3 separate regions of the Mus musculus genome follow, and regions 1 and 3 are each linked to region 2. A link is a contact called in public promoter capture Hi-C data. All regions are on one chromosome and are shown on one strand. Each heading gives the region's core, a stretch centred on a gene start, on an enhancer-like site or on the middle of the called end of the contact. The rest is flanking DNA. Distances are from core to core; before and after follow the strand shown.

Region 1 (3,058 bases), core at 159-2,658, 720 kb after region 2:
AGATGCAGGGTTGGTGCAAGCATCAAGGTATAGAAAGCGAGTAAAGCTTGATTTTGGGGCAGGGAGCAAGACAGAGCTTTATCTCTGACTTGAAAACAATTGTTATTTGGAAAATCTCATTAGCAGATGTGACTGCTTGGAGTAAAAAAAGACTTAAAACTGGTGTCGCTTTCAGGATTGCTTTGAACTTAACAAGCACCTATTTGTGGAGCAGACTGGCTAATGAAAGGAAATTAAATTTTTCTGACAACTTCCCGTTCCAGCCTCCTTATTCAGGGATGCTGTTGGGTACTGAAGACTTTTAAGGAAGAATTTCTTTTCTTTTTCTAAAAACTGGACATAAATGAAGCAGTTATTTTCCCCTAGTCCCAGTTTGGGGATTGGGGAGTCTACTGTGATTGCTCTTCATTTTAAATGTAGTAATTTAAGAGCTTTAAAAATGCCAGGCTTCCCTTGAATGCCTTGAAATTGTGGAAAAATTCCTGCATATTTATCAACTGGTGGTTCTAGAACATTGCTGGTGGTGCATATAGTGCCACTGGATTAGAAAAATTAATTGAATTGAGAAAGTGGCTTCAGAGTTCTTGTCATTATGTCGAAAATTTGTGCATAGAGTTTGCACAGTGTATATCAGGTGAATGGCTTTGGCTGGGGCAGTTTGTTGAAGCGGTTTTAAGTGTTACTGCTGACAAATGGCGGGGACGGATGCACTTGTGAGTCGGTAACGCAGGCCTGTCTTGGACCTCAGGGAGGAGTCCTTACCTTGTTCTTCGGAGTTTCACTGAACTTTAATTTATGTGCCTAGTACAACTGTAAAGATAAAATATGTACCTGAAGAATTGGTTAAGAAAATATAATGGAAATCACAAGGTTTCTTCTTTTTTTTCTTTTTCTTTCCTCCCTTCCTTTCTTTCTTCTTTTTTTTCCTTTTTTTTTTAAACAATTGCTAATTCTTACAGATACTGGAAATTTACTTATTTCTAGAAAATTGATAGAGCTCCTCCCAAACAATAGACAATCAACTCCCCCTGCTGACAGAATCTAGGAAAACACAGTGTGTAAATAGACAAGGGGGCTGCAGACAAGCTTTAATGATCTGATTTACAATTCAGTATTGATTGTAAACATCTAAAATCTGCCATTAAATCCCAGCAACTGCACCGAATCATTGGCAATTCTGGTCATGTTTCCTGCCAGCTCATTTCAAACTGCTTTGAGTTTCTTAATATAATAACGACGAAGGAGAATTTACATTCCACTTATGGTATTAATTTTACATTTCTCTGAATGAAAAGGGTTAGAAGGTTGTAAAATTGAACATTAAATGAATCAGAGGAGACAGTAGTGCAATATATGACTGCCCTAAAGACATTGTGCAATGTCTCATGGGATTAATGTTGAGTCTCATTTCCTGCCTTTACAGGATGCAGATGAAGCTGTCAGAATTGCAAGGGAAATTGGTAAGTCCTTAAATTAACTTTGGTAGTGTTTCTGTGTCTTTCAGCAGATACGGTTGAGCAAACGTGTAATAAGTAATTCCCATAGAGCAAATAATATTTTAATAGTTTTTGGTTTCTATTACTTGTGGCTCTAGAATTTATCAGTTGAATTACCATATTCTCTTATTAAAGTAGGACTTGTAGTCACTTGATCTTAGTTTGGTTCTTTTATAAGATGAACTCACTAGCTAATTAAAACGAATAATTGTCTGAAGAGTCTTGAGGATTGGACACAGTTTGTATTTAGTTGTGTGTGAGCACTCGGCTGTGGTCTGTTGTAATGTGAAGGACACAGCACACAGGATTCAAATGAAGGTGCCCTTGACAAGCTTGTTCAAGTTCTTACCTTTTTCTAAAATGGAAAATATCAACTTAATAGCTTTGCTAGGAAAGAAAGATGCAGTAGAAAGTGGGAGGTGAGAGCTGGATAGGCTAAGCAAGTGAATATATATATATATATGAAGTTTCAAGTATATTCCTCTTGCTCATGAACACAGTTGTCTTCTGTAGTGTCTAAATGGAGAAAATAGGAAAAGAGAACAAAGCTTTGAAACCTATAATTTTGAGTCAGATCAATACATGTGTATACCTATGGAAAGCTGTGGCTAGGCAAGGGCCTCAGACAACACTTTCTGTCAGGCTTACAGCAACATCTTAAAACAATCTGTGCTGCTAGCTACATTGTTTCAGGAAGCCATATACTAATATTTTAGTAGTCCTGTTTTCTCAGTGTGGTTTGTTACTCAGAATTTTTGTCTATGATAGGAGAGCATTTGATTTGGCAAAGTTTGTATATTCCAAAGTGATCATGGACATTAAGATATTCTTGTAAATGAGACAAGCTAGCATAGAGTTCTTTGGTCTGGTGTTCTTGAGCTATCAGCTTCCTCAGCATGCTCTTCTGTGATTGGCTTGTTGTGTACTGCTTCTGTTGGGTATGGCTAAATTATTTTGGTTTTGGTCATTTAAGTCATATTAAGTGTTCTTTGTTGTTTGTTTTGAAAAACTGCCTTGGATATAAGGCCAGTACATATAAGATACTATTTTATCTGTCGAGAACATCTGTATTAATTACTTCCTCAGCGTTGCCAGCATCTTTAGAAGCTTTTCCCTATTGTACTAATTTCACAGTAAGACTTGGTAGGTTATATAATGCTGCTGTCTGTGGGTTAAATCATTGGTCCTTTTATTCCCCATGAAGCACTCAGCAGCTTCTAAGACTGTCCTAAAGTGGTTTAATTTTATTAATACACTTTTAAACTCAAATTGGGCTCTTTTTAGTCATAGCTTAGATATTACCACCTATCCAAGTCATCTATGAGAATATTTTGTAATAAATGATTGTCATATTTGGAGGAATTTTGGAAAGCAGGAGGGCTAGAGTCTACACTAGGATCATGTGCCTGTGACATGCTGTGAATTACACATCTTACACTCAAGAACACTTTCTTTGGTGACACAGTATTCAAGTCTGTGTGTGTGCACATGCGCGTGAGCCCTTTGGTGATGGATCAGGTTTTTCCTACTCTTATTGAGATATCTCACACTTATATTATGGT
Region 2 (2,700 bases), core at 120-2,619:
AAATTTCCAAATAAGGCTGAGAATGGTAGCAACATGCTTTTAACTCTAGCACTTCTGAGGCAGAGGGAGGGGGAATCTCTGTTTGAAACTAGTTTGCTCTACATAGCACCCCCAAAATGTATATAACTAGAATACTAGTTTCTACGCAAATAAGAAAATTACTGCATAGTAAGGTTAAATCTTTAGTATTAAGCAAAGGAGACTTAGAGGCTTAAACACTGTGGTCTTTAAAGAAGCCTCTGAGGTATAATGAAGTCCTGGTCTTTCCTCTATCACCATTCTCCCTGGTGTTGTCATGAAAACACCTGTATCTACAGGCTGTCCTTCCCTGGCTGCTTTTCTGTAGTCCACCTGCCCCAGTTTTCACTGTGCTCAGTGCGATGCTCGATGCTTGTGTCTCTGTATTACCATCCGGACTATGTTCTGCACGATTTTGAGCGAGTGTTGAAAACCGATTGTCTTTCAGGTTAACTTTTGAAAACTTAAGTACCATGACTATCTGTAGGTTTTGTGTTTTTTGTTTTTATTTTTTTTTAAATTGAAGCCAAGTAATTTCATGAAACAGTAATTGAAACTATATGACAAAGACATTGAATTATGTTATGATGTACTATGTCATCAACATAATGTGTTAAATGACAGGGGAATGAGAGCGAGGCCTCAGTCCTACACCAAGAACTACTAGCAGCTTCTGTGCTAAAAGTGGGAGCAATAGGCCTCCCTCAGGAAGAGCCCACCAACTGGTTATCCAGTACTAAACGGTCAGCTCTGAAAACACGTGTGAGTAACACTACACAGAAAAGCAGGTTATATGTATTTAGGTGTGTGTGTGTGTGTGTGTGTGTGTGTGTGTAACAACAATTAAGAGAAGGAGGCCATGAATTTGTAAGCGGTTAAGGAGGGTCACGTGGGAGGGTTTGGAGGGAGGAGAGGGAAGAAATGATGTAATTATATTGGAATCTCAAAAATAAAATAAAAACATTTAAAACTCTACACTTAACTATTAATAAAAAATATTGAAAATGAGCGCTGAATCCTGGGAAAAGAATAACCAGTTGTTTCAAGGTCTTCATCTGATGGAACAGAAGTTTTGAGTTTAGTAAACACAACATTACTTCTGATAATGGTTTGCCATGAAATTAATTGAATGCAGCTTACCTCCTGTCTGTCAAAGGCTGTCTGAGAGGTGACCGTTTGCCGCTCTGCCCAGTCCCAGAGAGAGAGTGCTCAGAGTCGCCTGTGTTAGGTAGGTGGTGTCTCTGTGCTGTGTCTTGTTGGAGGGTTGTTGAGATGTAGTACCGATAGTGGGGTTGGTCTGCTGAGCTCTGAGCACTGCTCTGCCGTTTTCAGGAAACGCTCTGAAATGAGACACTCAGCGTGGGACTTTACCCTGGATGTGGTTTTCTCTTTCACAAGTGATTTGTTTATGAAGTCCTGCTCATCTCGGGCTGCTCTTGAAACAATGGCATATCTTGAAGAAAGGCAGATATTCTTGAATTAACTGCTTGTTTTGATGTTTGAAGTTTGTGTCACTTACAGGCAGGAGATTTGACACTGGGCAAAGCAAGGTTCAAAGCCTAGCTGCTTTCTAAGCTCCTCGACTTTGTCTAGCCTTTTGTTGTTCCTGTGTAGTTCCTATCCAGTTGAAATGCATAGCACTCATGTGATAGGATTGAGAACTCCTCTCCAGAAAAGTCCTGCCTGAAAGAGAGCAACTGCCACCCTGCCACCTCGGTCACCTGTCATCTTCTCCATGGCCCTGCTCTGCTCTGCTCTGCCCTGCCCTGCCCTGCAGATCTGTTCCTGGATCCTGTAGGTACTTCCTACACTTTGTCCATTTTCTATCTCAGGGAAGACTTGCAGTAATTTTTTTCTTGCATGAACATCCATGTAAACCATGGGAAGGACTGGGGAATTTACATGTAGCTGGAAGAATTTATATGTAGCAGTGTTCTCAGCTGAGAAGGGAAGTGAAACCCACAGAAGGGAGGATTGGGCAGCCCAGAGCATCGCTGTCTAGCTACTCTGAGTTTAACTTTCTCTTTAAAGTAGCCCAGCCCTTGTCCAGTTCTAAGTATCTCTACATTGGCTACACATTATTTGCCAGCCTTTAAATGGTGCCTAAGCTTAGCTGCTTCTGTGTCTATAGTGTGAGCGATTTAAACTGGCTCCTGTCATCTTGTCTGTCCTGTTTTGAGACGGGGCCTTACTGGCTGCTTTGGAGCTGTGTTGACCAGGTTGGCTTTGAACTTACCCTGGTCTTCCTGTCTCTGCCTCCTGAGAGCTGGACTCCAGCTGTCAGCCACCACAGCTGCCACAGCGTGAACTTGAGGTAGTTTGAGAACCTTGCTTCTTTTCCCAGAAGTGCTAAACTTTCATTCTACAAAAGGTACTGACGTTAGCTGTGCTAACAAACCACTGGGTGCCGTGGGAGCCTTCCAGAATAATGTGCTATAGAGCCACTGGAGACCACTGCAGCAGTTCCTGTGTGGGTGAGAGGTGATTGCCTTGAAACCTTCTCTAGACATGCTTTGGCATTGCCAAGTTACATCATAATTGTTTTATATGAAGTTATGTTTTTTCATATGCTACACAGGTCAGCCACATGGATACCTCTTGACTGGGACCCAGTGTGTTCTGTGAGAAGGTTTCTGACAGGAAGTACTGATTGTGCTGCTACAGTCAACAGATGAGGAGCCT
Region 3 (2,723 bases), core at 181-2,680, 560 kb after region 2:
CCTTCATCCACGCTTTAACGCCTCAAAGCAAATTGGTCAAGGTGAGAATGGAGAAAGTAGAGTGCCTGTCCAGACTGGGAAAGACCTGTCCTTGTCAGGAAAAGTCTCTTCGCTCCCTCAGGGTCTCGGGCTTGGTGACTCTATAGCTAAGGGTGCTTTGGACTAGAGTTCCCGGATTTTTCGGTGTACTTTGGTAGTGGATGCAATCTCTGGGGAGTTGGTGGCCTCTGACAAAGTATACGGGAGCAGGATCGGGCGGAAGGGGACAAGACCCATAGACCTGGCACCGCGTTAGGCTCGCAGCTGAACTCTTGAATTAGCCGGCTGGTGACGGGAGCCACAGAGCCAGACGCGCGAACGAAACCCTGCATGCTGGCAGGCCCAGTCTATGGGTGCGTTGGGCCGCTGCTGCAGCTGCACAACCCAAGCGGGGCTCAGGGAAGGTGGGGCGGGCTGGGCGAAGGATTGACGAGGCCGTGATGGCCAATAGCGGTTTCTGGAGGGCGGGATGGGCGGGAGTCCCCGTTAAAGGGGCGGTGTGACCAGGAGGCCGAGCCTTGGATAAGGAGGGAGGGATACCCGGGCGGGAGACCCGGCGGGTACGCGGGGGAGGGGAGAGGAAAAGGAGGGGACAAAAAATAAAAAAATAAAAGGCTGCTGCTGCGGCCTCAGCGCCCACCGAAATAAACAGAGGCGGTGGCGAAGGCTGCCCACTGCAGCCGCGAGAGAGGAAGAACTCGTGTTGGCCTCCTAGCATTTGCTTGTGCCGAGGACTTCGCTCTGTCCTCGCTGATGCGAGCACTCATTCCCGGACTAGCGCCCAGAACAGATCGGCTGGAGGAAGGGGGAGAACCAGAGAACACTTTTTTATTGTTGTTATTGTTTTTCAGACTAGCCTCACCCTGCTCCCCTCCCCCTCCTCGCCTTCTCCCCTCCCACAGTCCCCCCCTCCCCTGCTCCTCCCCCTCCCTCCTCCTCCAGCCCAACTTAAAGAAAGAGGGGACGACGCGCCCGTTTCCTTCATCTAGGGGAATTCGTGACCGCTGCAAGTTTACTACTCCGGGCGTCGCCAATGCCAAGCTCGGAGGGCCAAGAGGGCTAAACCCCCGCAGCAACCGCGAAGCCGAACAATACCGGCAGCGCTCTGGGCGGCGTGAGCAAGGCCTCGGGGGAGGGAGCGGCCACCCGAGAGCGCCGTGGACTCGACGCCTAGCCTCCTCCTCCCGGCTGCCCAGCGCCCCTGCGGAGATCAGGTGGAGCGGCGGGTGCGCCAGGCTCTGGGGCTGGCGGAGCTTGTTGCTGTCCGCTCCCTGCCAGCTTGTGTGCGCACAGCCACTGCCCTAGGGCACTGTGGCCCCGCAGCCGCGTTGACTTCATTCGGCGGATGCCGCTGATCTCAGCCAGGCTCCTGGTCCGCCGGCAGTACAAGGCAGCTAGCGAGTGAGTGCGTGCGTGCGTGCGCGCGCGGGGGCGCGCAGGGGTGGGGGCCGCGGCGCTGAGCTCGCCCTCCGGCGGCCCCCCTCTCCTCCGCTCCCCACACCTCCCTCCGCTCCCTCCTCCCGCCCGCCCTCCCCTGCCCTGCCCGCCCGCCCCCGCCGCAGCTCCTTTAATACACTTTGGTTCTCCGCCTGGCTTTGGACTCTTCTCCTCCTCCACCTCCTCCTCCCGCGCCTCCTCCGCCGCCGCCTCCTCTTCCTCTCCGCGCCTTCGCTCGGTGCCCGGCCGCCTGAGGCAGATACAGGCGGCGGCGGCGGGCGCACCAGCCCGGCTCCCGAGACTGCAGTCGCCAGTATTTCCACCGCCGGTTCACGGAGCCGGGCGTCCAGAGGACGCGCCTCGCCGATCCGAAGAGGAAATCCAGGCGGCGGGGTTCACCGGCGCCGGCGGGGCGGCCGGGCGCGCTGGCCATGCTTCTGGACGCGGGGCCGCAGTTCCCGGCCATCGGGGTGGGCAGCTTCGCGCGCCACCACCACCACTCGGCCGCGGCAGCGGCGGCTGCGGCGGCCGAGATGCAGGACCGCGAGCTGAGCCTGGCGGCAGCTCAGAACGGCTTCGTGGACTCGGCCGCGGCGCACATGGGCGCCTTCAAGCTCAACCCCGGGGCACACGAACTGTCTCCTGGTCAGAGTTCGGCGTTCACGTCGCAAGGTCCGGGTGCTTACCCGGGTTCGGCTGCTGCAGCCGCTGCGGCCGCGGCTCTAGGGCCCCACGCCGCACACGTTGGCTCCTATTCGGGGCCTCCCTTTAATTCCACCCGGGACTTCCTGTTCCGCAGCCGGGGCTTCGGGGACTCGGCGCCGGGAGGCGGGCAGCACGGGCTCTTCGGACCCGGCGCCGGCGGCCTTCACCACGCGCACTCGGACGCGCAGGGCCACCTTCTTTTCCCTGGCCTCCCGGAGCAGCACGGGCCGCACGCCTCGCAGAACGTGCTCAATGGGCAAATGCGCCTAGGGCTGCCGGGCGAGGTGTTCGGGCGCTCGGAGCAATACCGCCAAGTGGCCAGCCCGCGGACCGACCCCTACTCGGCGGCGCAGCTCCACAACCAGTACGGCCCTATGAATATGAACATGGGGATGAACATGGCAGCGGCCGCAGCCCACCACCACCATCACCACCACCACCCTGGTGCCTTTTTCCGCTACATGCGGCAGCAGTGCATCAAGCAAGAGCTCATCTGCAAGTGGATCGACCCGGAGCAGCTAAGCAATCCCAAGAAAAGCTGC

What was found. Promoter capture Hi-C pulls out the DNA fragments that hold promoters and counts their contacts.
Region 1: a promoter capture Hi-C map of pre-B cells shows a contact between it and region 2, with 2.7 times the contacts expected there. The contact joins the enhancer-like site here to the promoter of Gpr18 in region 2. A contact is called at or near these places in 4 of 39 promoter capture datasets (the C10 cell line, hippocampal neurons, pre-B cells and 1 more) and 1 of 484 Hi-C or Micro-C datasets (the G1E-ER4 cell line).
Region 3: a contact with region 2 is called in a promoter capture Hi-C map of pre-B cells, with 2.7 times the contacts expected there. The contact joins the promoter of 2610035F20Rik here to the promoter of Gpr18 in region 2. A contact is called at or near these places in 2 of 39 promoter capture datasets (liver and pre-B cells) and 1 of 115 datasets of contacts at active chromatin or transcription factors (effector CD8 T cells).

What each region holds. Positions count from the first base shown.
Region 1 is chr14:122,636,958-122,640,015 of GRCm38.p6, forward strand. It overlaps Pcca (propionyl-Coenzyme A carboxylase, alpha polypeptide), which reads left to right. Exons shown (of 24, transcript NM_144844.2): 8 at 1,424-1,460. Among named protein-coding and RNA genes, the nearest start is that of Gm46487, 8.0 kb to the left of the region's middle. Within about 2 kb of position 1,409, at least 18 of the 459 cell types and tissues checked have an H3K27ac peak or open chromatin away from gene starts, as enhancers often do. A contact at or near this core is called in pre-B cells, where this site is marked.
Region 2 is chr14:121,914,519-121,917,218 of GRCm38.p6, forward strand. Gpr18 (G protein-coupled receptor 18) reads right to left here and starts at 1,370. Exons shown (of 2, transcript NM_182806.2): 1 at 1,159-1,370. All of the region lies in intron 4 of Ubac2 (ubiquitin associated domain containing 2), which reads left to right. Gm46485 (a long non-coding RNA gene) reads left to right here. Exons shown (of 2, transcript XR_001781471.2): 1 at 1-2,499; 2 at 2,597-2,700.
Region 3 is chr14:122,473,769-122,476,491 of GRCm38.p6, forward strand. 2610035F20Rik (RIKEN cDNA 2610035F20 gene) reads right to left here and starts at 1,431. Exons shown (of 5, transcript NR_045046.1): 1 at 1,135-1,431; 2 at 680-834. It overlaps Zic2 (zinc finger protein of the cerebellum 2), which reads left to right and starts at 1,616. Exons shown (of 3, transcript NM_009574.3): 1 at 1,616-2,723. The coding sequence starts at 1,908.